Linked DNA regions of Mus musculus: region 2 is linked to region 1. A link is a contact called in public HiChIP or PLAC-seq data. All regions are on one chromosome and are shown on one strand. Each heading gives the region's core, a stretch centred on a gene start, on an enhancer-like site or on the middle of the called end of the contact. The rest is flanking DNA. Distances are from core to core; before and after follow the strand shown. Region 1 overlaps Slc29a3 (solute carrier family 29 (nucleoside transporters), member 3). Region 2 has its middle 21 kb from the start of Ascc1.

Region 1 (5,745 bases), core at 1,753-4,252:
ATGGTACTTAGCCAATCTGCTGGCCTGCTGAGGTGGGGGGTGGGAGGGTGTTTACTAAATTAACAGGAGCAGGACTATGTCCTTGGGGCTGATGGAGAGACGGCTCAGAGGTTAAGAACACTTGGTACTCTTACAGAGGACCCAAGTTCAATTCCCAGCACCCATGTGGTGGCTCACAACCATCTGTAAGTCCAATTCTAGCAGATCCAATGCCCTCTTCTGGCCTCTGTGGAATGCATGTGGCTCTCTCTCTCAATATAAATACATTTTTTAAAAAATTTAAAGAGAAAAAAAGGGAGGCCAGAGGAGAGGGCCCCAGAAAATGGTACATTGTTAAGTATCTTAGGGTTTTACCGCTGTGAACAGATACCATGCATGACCAAGGCAACTTTTATAAAGGCAAACATTTAATTGGGGCTGGCTTACAGGTTCAGAGGTTCAGTCCACTATCATCATGGCAGGAAGCATGGCAGCATCCAGGCAGGCATGGTGAGGAAGGAGCTGAGAGTTCTACATCTTGTTCAGAAGGCAAACAGGAGAAGACTGACTTCCAGGCAGCTGGGAGAAAGAACTTAAATCTCACGCCCACAGTGACACACTTACTACAACAAGGCCACACCTACTCTCACAAGGCCACACCTACTCCAACAAGGCCACACCTACTCCAACAAGGCCAAACCTTCCAATAGTGCCACTCCCTGGGCCAAACATATACAAACCACCACAGTAAGAAAGGCAGGTGGCAAACAGAAAATAGGGTAAGATGGAACTCTGGCCTGAATCCATTCCATTGCTTCCTAGCCAGTCACAGGCTGTGGCCTATAATGTAAACGCCTCCTGTCATTGTAAGGAGTGAGGACCATGTGTCCTCTTCTCACAGTTGGCGTGGGTATGTGTGAGGAACCTGCTGGTGGCTGCTCAGATGAACAGGGCTGCAGCCCACATTCGTGTTAGGTAGGGTACCTGTTGAATACTTAGCTCCTAGCCCTATCCTTCAGACTCGCCTCCCAAGGTGCAGATGTGGCCAGCTGTCAGGGGGACCAGAGCTGCAAGATGACTGTTCCCAGTATAGAGACACGACTGTCCTAGAGAGAGACAGATTTCTTGACATAGATTTCTTCTCAAATGGAAGAGGGATAGTCTGTTGGGTCATGAACTTTTTAAAAAATCAAATCCTAGCTATCCCTCACCCTTCACACACTCCAAAGAGAACTAAGGCACCTGCCTGAGCCCGGCCACTTCTCAAAAGGAGATAGCAGTGGTCAGGAGGCTGCTAGGGACTCTAGATATTGGCCATAGAGTTCGGGTAGGTGGCCATCAGGCGTAAGGGTCAGCTGCCCCACTCCATGCCAGCTACCCATTGCTCGGCCTGCGTGGATGGCTGCTGTAAGCCATTTGTGAAAACCCAGAACCAAAACTGAGTCATTTTGTAAGTTCCCCTGTCTACCCTCTGTCACTAACCACAGTCCAGCCAGCATGGTTCCCAGTGTCTAACACCTGTGATGCCCCTCCCCCACTGTGATGCCCCTCCCCCACCTGTGACGCCCCTCCCCCTTTTGTTCTGCTTCCTGTGAAGCTGTCAGTCACAGCTCTGGCCCCCTCTGCAGCTCTCCCTCCCTTTTTTATCTCTTCCCACCTGCTTACCATCCTGGGCTCCATCTGTACGGCTGGCCGCTCAGGCCCATCCATCCCTTCCTCTCCCCCACCTCTCTCTGTCTGTCTTTGATGTTATTTCCTTTTGCATATATCTTTAGACTCTAGAGGCAATCTCCCCAGCATGATTGATAGAAAGAAGCCTGGGCCAAAGTGGTCGATGTCTTTTTATTTATTTATTTATTTATTTATTTATTTATTTTTTTGGTTTTTCGAGACAGGGTTTCTCTGTATAGCCCTGGCTGTCCTGGAACTCACTTTTTAGACCAGGCTGGCTTCGAACTCAGAAATCCACCTGCCTCTGCCTCCCAAGTGCTGGGATTAAAGGCGTGCACCACCACCGCCTGGAGGTCGATGTCTTTTTAATGTGGTTCATCGTTGTGAGTGAGCGGAGAGCAAAGCCAATTAGAGGCTTTGTACAAACTCAAAGTACTTTTCTTTTTTAAGATTTGTTTTATTTTATATATGTGAGTATACTGTTGGTCTCTTCAGATACCAGAAGAGGGCTTTGGACCCCATTACAGATGGTTGTGAGCCACCACGTGGTTGCTGGGAATTAAACTCAGGACCTCTGGAAGAGCAGTCAGTGCTCTTAACCACTAAGCCGTCTCTCCAGCCCCAGAGTACTTCTCCTAAGGGCAGTCTTCAGCTGAGAAAGTTCTGCAGGGACAGTGGAGGGTCTGGGTTTCCATTAGATTGTCAGTGGTGTGTGAGCGTGAGTGTGTGTGTGTGTTTGTGTGTGTGTATGTCTTTCTCTGTGTTGGTGTCTATGTGTCTATGTGTGAGTGAGTATATCTCTGTGTGTCCATGTGAGTCTGTGTGTGTGTCTGTACATGTTTGCGTGAGTGTATGAGTGTGTCTCTGTGTGTCTGTGTGTGAGTGAGTGTGTCTGTGTGAAGTGTATGTGTGTGTCTGTCTGTATCTCTGTGTTTACATGTGTGTTTGTGTGAATGTGTCTGTGTATGAGTGTGTCTCTCTGTGTGTCTATATCTGTGTTTGTGTGAATGTGTCTGTGTGTGTATGTGTCTGAGTGAGTATGTCTTGTGTGTATGTATGTCTGTGTGAGTGTGTGTGTCTATATGAGTGTGTGTATGTGTCTGTGTATGAGTATGTGTCTGCTGTGTATGAGTATGTGTGTGTGTCTGTGTGTGTGTGTATGAGTATGTGTGTGTGTCTGTGTGTGAGTGTGTATGTGAATGAGTGTACACATGTGTGTGCACCTGAATACGGTCACAACCTGTAGCTCTGACCACCACATGAATCTTCAGAGAAGTTTGTGGCCACAATGGAAACGCTGTGTGTGTAGGAGGAAGCACCTGGCAGGGCTAGCAGAGAGGCCCTGAACAGCCATGTCTCAGGCATGGCCCTTGTCCCTCAGATACATGGGCCCCACCTAGGGTCTATAGAAGCTGCCCTGTGTAGACATGGCTAAATGAGTTATAGGGGTTTTCTAAGGCCACCTTCCAATGTCCCCATGGCTTAGGAAGAAGAGAGACAAGCAGACTTGGACACTCATAGTGACTGTCTCTGGTGTGTGTGTGTGTGTGTGTGTGTGTGTGTGTGTGTGTTTCTCAGGCTCCTTTTTCTCTGGTCCTTCCTTCTGTGCCCCCCACCCCCCAGCCACTGTTTGGCTGGCTGTTTCCGGAGCGGGAGGAATAGAAAGAGGAACAGGAGAGATGTTGGCTTGTCCTACTGGGGCCTAGAGAAAGCTTGGCAGGGGTGGAGTGGGGTGGGTAGAAAGCACACTGCTGTGTTATACCTCCTCCTGAGGCAGGAGGATCATGGTTTGGGAGAGCCAGCCTTGGTTTGTGGGTTTTACTCTTATTAGTGAAGAGGAGCTTTGTGTCCATCTTTAAAAGTGAAGACATTAGCCAGGTGGTGGTGGCGCACGCCTTTAATCCAAGCACTCGGAAGGCAGAGGCAGGTGGATCTCTGAGTTCCAGGCCAGCCAGGACTATACAGAGAAACCTTGTTTTGAAAAACAAAAACAAACAAACAAACAAAAAAAGAGTAATGAGGGCAGGAGAGATGAGGACCTGAGGTCAGAGTCCCAGTACACACATAAAAATCCCACATGAGCAGTACGTGCGTGTAACTGCAGCCTTGAGGGAATCCAGGGTGCTTGCCAGCCAGTCTAGCCAAATCTGTGACCTCCAGGTTCAGCAGGAGACCCTGACTCAAAAATAAAATGAACACCTGGCATTGCCCTCTGACCTTCACACTCATAAATACCCATAAGAACACATACCACCCATGTATATATGTGTGTGTAAAATGAGATGAGACAGGGCCAGCCTGTAAAATCATCCTGTGAGGTCCCTGATACAGAGATCAAATACTTCAGGCTTGCCGGGCCCCAGGATACTCAGTAAAGCTACCATCGCAGGCAGGAGTGACAGGTGGGACCACATCCCTGTGTTTGCAGAAGGATGAGGGCCACCCTTGGCCCTCAGACTGGCTTTAGCCTACCTGTGTTGGTGCTACAGGCCTGGGCACAGATCAGCTTGTACAGGGTTGGGAGGTGCGTGTGGATGCCTCCCAGATGGGGCAGGTCTTTCTCTCTAACCCCACAGCCTGTCAAACTGGGAGGCTGGAACCAAGGCTCCGGGGAAGAACATCTTGCAGCCTTTGGGGTCTTAGGACCCTTGGCACCCCTGGGTCTGCCTTCCCCTCCCCCACCTCGTGTGCACAGCCTCTCTTTTAATGTGTGCCCTATGCTTTGGATATGAAGTTTACCTCCCTTCAAGGAAGGAAGATCCAAGACTTCCTTTCCAAATCAGGGCTCACCCCAGGGCCCTAAGGCTACCCTAGATCAGAGCGGGACTCCTGGACTCACTGTGGAAGGTGTAACAGATGATGTCAGAAGCATGAGGCTAGAGATGACCTGGCTGGGGGGGGGGGGGGGCTGGGACCCCATGCAGGAACAGTTTCCCATGGCAGCTTGGGAAGAAGGCAGGCAGAGCTCCCTACAGGGAGGACAGAGCCAAGGCTTTCTAGGAGTGCTAAGAAAAAGGAAGTAAAGAGCTGGCGGGGAGGGGGGCAGTGAGGTCAAAGTACCTTTTTTTTTTTTTTTTTTTTTTTTTTTTTTGGTTTTTCGAGACAGGGTTTCTCTGTATAGCCCTGGCTGTCCTGGAACTCACTTTGTAGACCAGGCTGGCCTCGAACTCAGAAATCCACCTGCCTCTGCCTCCCGAGTGCTGGGATTAAAGGTGTGCGGCCACCACGCCTGGCTTTTTTTTTTTTTTTTTTTTTTTTTTTTTTTTTTTTAAAGCTCTTGACCCACAGAGAAGGAAGAGCCAGCCAACAGAAATTGGGAGTCAGGCGGTCTTGTGCAATGGCTCGGCAGCAGAGGGAAGAGAGACAGTGATGGGGAGGGAAGAAGGAGTGCTCCCCTTCTGGTGGGGAGGGAAGAAGAAGTGCTCCTGCCTCCATGCAGACAGGGAAAGTAGGGCCTTCCAGGAGACTGGGGAGCTCTGCTGATCGTCTGGAAGGAACTATAAAGTATGGACAGGGACAGAGGCTAGGGAAGCCTTGCTCTTTGGAGAACAGATTTAGTCTCAGTTCATGTTGACCTTGGGCTATCTTCATAGCCCAAGATAGCCCAAGGGGTCAAGGTTTCCAGGGCTGAGGGAACCATTTGATTGGGCCTCCCCATCCTTAGGGACCTATGGTGACATATGGCTGGCTGCAGTTTTTTGAGGCTTTCCCATCTCTCCTCTGGACCCCTCCCCAGCCCCCTCAACCCCACTTGGAAGTGGCACAGCCACCAAGCATGTCCCAGTCCCATGTCCCCTCCATGGGACCTCAGGAGCACAGGAAGCCACTGTCTTCCCTCTGTTTACCTCTCAACTTGTCCAGATGGGAGTGGGCTGTTCCAGGATGAGGGTGCATCCTTAACACCCCAGGCCGTGGAACCAGACAGCTGAAGGCAGGAGCCTGCATGGCCAATCGTTCTTGGCTGCAGCCCGCTCACTGCTGCTAATTTCATGGCCCTGTGATCCAGGTAACGCTCTGCCGCCCTGAGCTACCATCCCCGGGCTGGAATCACTTTCCTTACCCTGCAGGAGCCCAGCTGCCTCCTCCACTGCAGAC
Region 2 (5,725 bases), core at 1,992-4,491, 760 kb after region 1:
CAACTGTGGCTTCTCTCTCCTCACACAGGGAAGCCCCCGAATCCCCTGTTCCCAGTCAGGTTCAAGAGTTGTAGAAACTTTGGCCCTTAAGGCTGGGAACCTTTCCTTCCATAAAGGATGGAGATAGAACCTAAAGAGCCATCCTGCTGTTCCAAGCAGAGATACCAGACTCAGGCAAAGGCTGCCAGCCTTTACTAAAGCACCTAACGTTGCCTGAATATCCTGTCAGGCCTCTTTATAATTACCTGAAGTGCCACAAAAGAGATAAGTCTAAAGTGACAGATACTTGAGAGTGAAGTCTTAGACAACAGGCAAAGCATAAATCACACCAGATTTTTTCCTGGAGTCGGGGAAGCAGATGGCTCCAGGGGAGGGGAAGAGGCAGGAGGAGCTGGATCTTGGTGCTTGGCCTTCTGAGCTTCCCTTTATTAGCATCTGGTCGAAGAGGGGTCTGACAGCGGGGATTGGTGAGTTCACCTGGCTTACAAGGCAGGATGATGCAACCAGCTGTGCCCGGAACATAGAAACAAGGTCAGAGAATAGAACGGGGCCGGGCTGCCCTCAGTGGTAGGGCACTTCTTTACCTGGCATGCATACAGCTTGGTTGCCATGTCAAACACTGCATAACTAACAAACTAAGTAAATGCATTTAACAGGTCTTCTCTGTTGTCAAGGGCTGGAATTTGTGTTAGTTACTTTGCTTTACCCTGGGACTGACCAGATACCTAGCAGAGTTCATTTAAGTCAAGAGGGGTTTATTTTGGGCTGGTGGGATGGCTCAGTGGGACTGCTCTTCCGAAGGTCCGAAATTCAAATCCCAGCAACCACATGGTGGCTCACAACCATCCGTAATGAGATCTGACTCCCTCTTCAGGAGTGTCTGAGGACAGCTACAGTGTACTTATATATAATAAAAATAAATTTAAAAAAAAAAGAGCGGTTTATTTTAGTTCTCGGTACAATTTAGGGGACACCGTGGCAGGGTATGTAACAACTGCTAGTTACGTGGCTCCAACCAGAAAATAGAGCCTGTAATGTTCACAGGCTGTTCCTACAGCCTCAGTTTACCAGCCAGGCCTTATGTCCAGAAGGTTCTACAACCTTCCAGAGCAGCACCACCAGCAGGGACATTGTGTCCAAACACATGGCTTGTGAGGACACTTCACTTTCAAACTCTAACAGGATTGAGCTGGGGCCTTGCCTTGACTAAACAAGTATTCTCCGCTAAGCTACATCCTGAAACATTGCTCTAGTCTAAAAGCCCCTAGCAATTTCCAATGCAAAACCCAGAGCAGAGTACTATCTGAGGTAAGAAGGGACAGAGGCTAGACTACCCTAGAACTTAGCCCAGAGCCCGACCTCTTCGCTGCTACACTGATGACATAAACTATGGAACAAATAGGAGCTTCCAAAGCAGCCATGCAGCACATGATTCTATCCATGCAGTGAGCCAAAGCCAGTGATACTGGTAACTTCCTGCCCACACGCAAATGGCACGGTGGCAGTGCAGTGTGTCAGCATCCACCAGCCAGGCTCTGCTTCACACATTAGTTTTCCAGTCTGTCCAGTCTCTCTAAGAGTTGCTTTCCCGAGCCGGTGTGTGTCACTATTATAACGCGCTGTCCAGAGCAGATAATGAAGCAGCGTGTTGGTTACTACTTCTAGGAGGACAGCTCCTCACCACACACTGAGCACTAACTCAGCCTCTGTAGGTCTATTCGCTGATAGGCCATGGTGCTGAGCAAGACGCAGTCCTCAGCCCATGGAGTCTGTGGAAATAGCAGACGCAACAAAGGAACTTAAGTAGAAAGTTTGGGGTGCTGTAAGATATCACAGCAGAAAGGAGGGATCCAGCTGGGACACAGAGGTCTACTTTCCAGAAGGGATATGGTTAGACCAAGACCTGAGCCAAAAGCAGGTGGGGAAGAGAACTTTCTAGGTAGAAGGAATTAAATGTGTTGGGAGTCCTTGGGTAAGCAAAGGCCCGTGCTCTGTGGGCTATGGGTGGCTTGCTGTGGATGGTTCCGCAAGCAGTGGGACCAAACTTGGACCCCTCAGAGACTGTGTGGGGCCCACTGAGGGCTGCAGAGGGGAACCGCCAAGATCTGGTTCTGATGCAGAGCTGAGTTGAGGGTGTGGTAGAACACTGGTGGGAGGCGGGGAGATGGAGTGAGAAATGGCTGCCCTTGGAGTTGAAGACAGGAGGATGGATCTCATCCAGGAGCTGCTCCAGAGGGCCCTGGGAAGGACGTGGTGGTTGGTGGAATTGGCCCGATTTCTCGTGTCAGGTAATAGCGTTGGCTAGGATGAGGGTTTGCAGACAGGAGCAGGTTAAGGAAGCCTCCCGAGGCTGTGAGGCTAGGTTCTAAGAGAATGGGCTGTAACTCGGATTCCTGATTCAGCAGCCTAGAAGTGTTTGGTAAGCCACAGGAAGGTAAGGAGTGTAACTCAGTGGCACAGTTACTGCCTGGAATATATGAGGGCCTGAGTTCCATCCCCAGCACACAAGAAAATCCATGGCAGGGTACAGATGACACTGTCCAGAAAATCTGTGAAGTAAGCAGAGGATTGTACCCAACAGGGTTCTCCAGGAGCTGCTACCAACCTTGTGTAGGCAGAGGGGTGCCAGGAAATCGACAGGCAGTCGGTTACCAGAGAACAGAAGCAGGAAGGTGGCACCCAAAAGTCAGAGGCAGACAGCAGAATCTAGGGCAGCCACACAAGTGAGCTTGGGGCTGAAGGCAGCTGCTTGACCTTGTCTTCATCTCAGCCACATCAGAGGTCGGGGGAGCACTGCCTGCTTGGGGGCGAGGGGCTGGGGTTGGGGGGCAAAGCCTAGGAAGCCTTAAAGTCCTTTGTCAGGAGGTGGCAAGGGAAGGGACTGCTGGAGCTGAGACGCTGAGAAGTGGGAACAGATGACAAGCAGAAACCGGTTGAAGATGGAGGGGAAAGGATACTGCTGATGTGGGTAGCCTTCTAGGTGACCTGACAGGAAGTTGAGGGAGGTCCCATCTGATGGCTCCTGTCTGTGAACTGGCCAGCAGTCTTGGGAGGAAGTTGATAAGCAGTTCCCACAGCCCAGCAATGGGATGGGGGAAAATAAGTAGCTGCTGGTGGAGGGTTTGCATGGCAAGGGCAAGGGCATAGGCAAATTGCTGTGCTGGGCTAGAGGGCAGGGGAAGTGAAAGCAGGAAGACAGATGCTGGGGCCATCGGCATTAGCAACTCGCAGGAGTCGGAGTGAGTACTCAGCCAGCATGTGCCACACCGCAGGTTACAACAGCACCATGGGTGACACATGTGGCGACAGTTCCCAGGCCTGCCTGCGCCTCACAAGTGAAAATGCAGGCTTTAAGCCAGGTGTGGGGGGTACGCGCCTTTAATCCCAGCACCTGGAAAGCAGAGGCAGGAGGATCTCTGTGAGTCAGAGGCCTGCCTGGACTACAGAGTGAGCTCCAGACTAAAGCTATGTCTCAAACACAGGGTATCAAACCAGGTGAGGTGCACACTGTAATCCCAGCACTAAGGCCATGGCAGTCAGAGGATCAGAAGTTCACTGTCTGTGCTAAGGAGATGACTTGGTGGTTAAGAGCACTGGTAGCTCTTCTAGGAGATCTGGGCTCAATCCCTAACCCTCATGTGTGGCAGTTCACAAACACCTGTAACTCCACTCCAGGGGATCTAATGCCCTCTTCTGGCTTCTGGACACATACATGCAGACAGTACACTCAGACACATAAAATAAATAATTTTTAAAAAACCTAAGTACTGACTGGAGAGATGACTCAGCGGGTAAGAGCACTGACTGCTCTTCCGAAGGTCCTGAGTTCAAATCTCAGCAACTACATGGTGGCTCACAACCATTCATAATGAGATCTAATGCCTTCTTCTGGAGTGTCTGAAAACAGCTATGGTATGCATACATATAATAAATATTTTTTTAAATTAAGTTCTACATGATCATTCTCAGCTACATACTAAGGTTGGACAATAGCCTAGATTACATGACACCTTGCTTTAAAATAAATAAGGGGCTAGAGAGATGGTTCCATGGTTAAGAGCACTGACTGCTCTTCCAAAGGTCCTGGGTTCAGTTCCCAGTAACCACATGGCAGCTCACAACTGTCTGTAACTTCTGTTCCAGGAAATCTGACACCCTCACATAGACATACATGCAGGCAGGACACCAGTGTACATAAAATAATTTTTTTTTAATTTAAAAATAATAAAGGCTGGGAAGATGGCTCACAGGGTGGCCCTTACCACTTGAGCCTAAGGAGCCAATCTCCAGAACCTGCGTGGGTATAAATGCCAGGTAGGCATGGCGATTTGCTTATAATTCTGTACTCAAGAGACAGGTCCCTGAGGCAAGGTGGCGAGCAGGAACAGCAAGCTCTGGCTTCAGTTGAGAAGCACTGCCTCAGTGAATAAAGAAAACATCCAGTGTTACTTTTTGGCCTGCATGTGCACACACATGAACGTGCATAGCTGGATACCACATAAATAAAGAAAAACTACAGTCTCCTCTCTCTTCCTGGTACCCAGTATGTAGCCTCAGGCTCAAGTGTGACTCTTCTGTAGTCAGATTTGGAAGTCATTTGGAACAAAGGAGCAGCAGCAAGCAGAGACTATTCAGTGTGGCAGCTGCAGGCCCGCCCTAGTCCAGGAGGCTGCAGAAGCAGGCTGGGAGCTGGGTATGAGGAGGGTGGCAAAGACAATTTCATAGTGATAAGTCCAGGCTGTGGGTGGAAGGATGCTCCAGTTAGCCCAGCAGAGGGGAAAGTGTCAAAACCAGTGTTCCAAGCCCAGGGAACAGCATGTGCAAAGACAAGGCCACATCTGTTGAACTCTGGTCACTTGGTGTAGCTGGAACACACACCGTGTAAACAGGGAGTGGTGTGGTGTCTCAGGAGGAGGAAGCAAGAAGAACATTGTTCTGAGCCTCTTTCCCTGTGCCCCACTTTCCACCAGAAGAGCCAGAGGATGTCTACAAGAGACTCTTCCATAAAGGCCAGGAAAACAGGCTCCAAGGCTGGCGGCAGAGGCACTGCCTGGTCCAGCGCATCAGGTGTAGTCTGCAGACCACTAGGAGGGGAGCAGTCCAGTCGTTTTGCTTGGACTAGAACTTGGCACCGCAGCTTCGAAGTTATTTATTTGCTTTAGGGGAAAGGCGTATGTCCTAAGCTGGGAGAGAATTACTGAAGGACCCTCCCTTCCGGGCTCACAGCCAAAAGTCAGGATAAGAGGCAGCCTAGAGTGAGCCCATTCAGAGGAGAGTACCGACTTTGTGGGCAGTTGTTTTTCTCCCACATTGCTGCTTCTCCCTCCCTTCCTGGGGCCCTAAAAGCCTCAGTTGACCCCCCAGCCCCATCTCTCCCTTATTTTCAGAGGTTTCTGAACAAGCACAGGAAAGTAAGCCATGGACGTTTAATTTGTTCAGCAGACCCCCAAAGTCACACTGGGGCTGACTGGGTCTCAATATCCACTCAGCTCTTTACTGAGCCTCAAAAACAAGAGTCCATCTAGATCACCCTACAAAGTCAGGGTGCACTCAAAACAAACAGCAGCTGAAAGACAACTCAGGACACTCCCATCCCTGCCCTGTGTCACTGCCAAGAGAGAACCAGGTCTCACCCTGTGGCCCCATTCTCAGACCGCATCCAGACAGCAGGAGATGGGAGGTCAGAGCCTGTGGAGAGCCAGGCCTGCAGCAGAAATACAAGGGT

What was found. HiChIP or PLAC-seq counts read pairs in DNA pulled down with a chosen protein or histone mark.
Region 2: an H3K27ac HiChIP or PLAC-seq map of microglia shows a contact between it and region 1, with 5 times the contacts expected there. The contact joins two enhancer-like sites. A contact is called at or near these places in 1 of 39 promoter capture datasets (pre-B cells) and 2 of 115 datasets of contacts at active chromatin or transcription factors (bone marrow-derived dendritic cells and microglia).

Annotation. Positions count from the first base shown.
Region 1 is chr10:60,737,373-60,743,117 of GRCm38.p6, reverse strand. The region is part of intron 2 of Slc29a3 (solute carrier family 29 (nucleoside transporters), member 3); the gene reads left to right. Among named protein-coding and RNA genes, the nearest start is that of Slc29a3, 13 kb to the left of the region's middle. Within about 2 kb of position 3,002, at least 74 of the 459 cell types and tissues checked have an H3K27ac peak or open chromatin away from gene starts, as enhancers often do. A contact at or near this core is called in microglia, where this site is marked.
Region 2 is chr10:59,978,452-59,984,176 of GRCm38.p6, reverse strand. No RefSeq gene overlaps it. Among named protein-coding and RNA genes, the nearest start is that of Ascc1, 21 kb to the left of the region's middle. Within about 2 kb of position 3,241, at least 182 of the 459 cell types and tissues checked have an H3K27ac peak or open chromatin away from gene starts, as enhancers often do. A contact at or near this core is called in microglia, where this site is marked.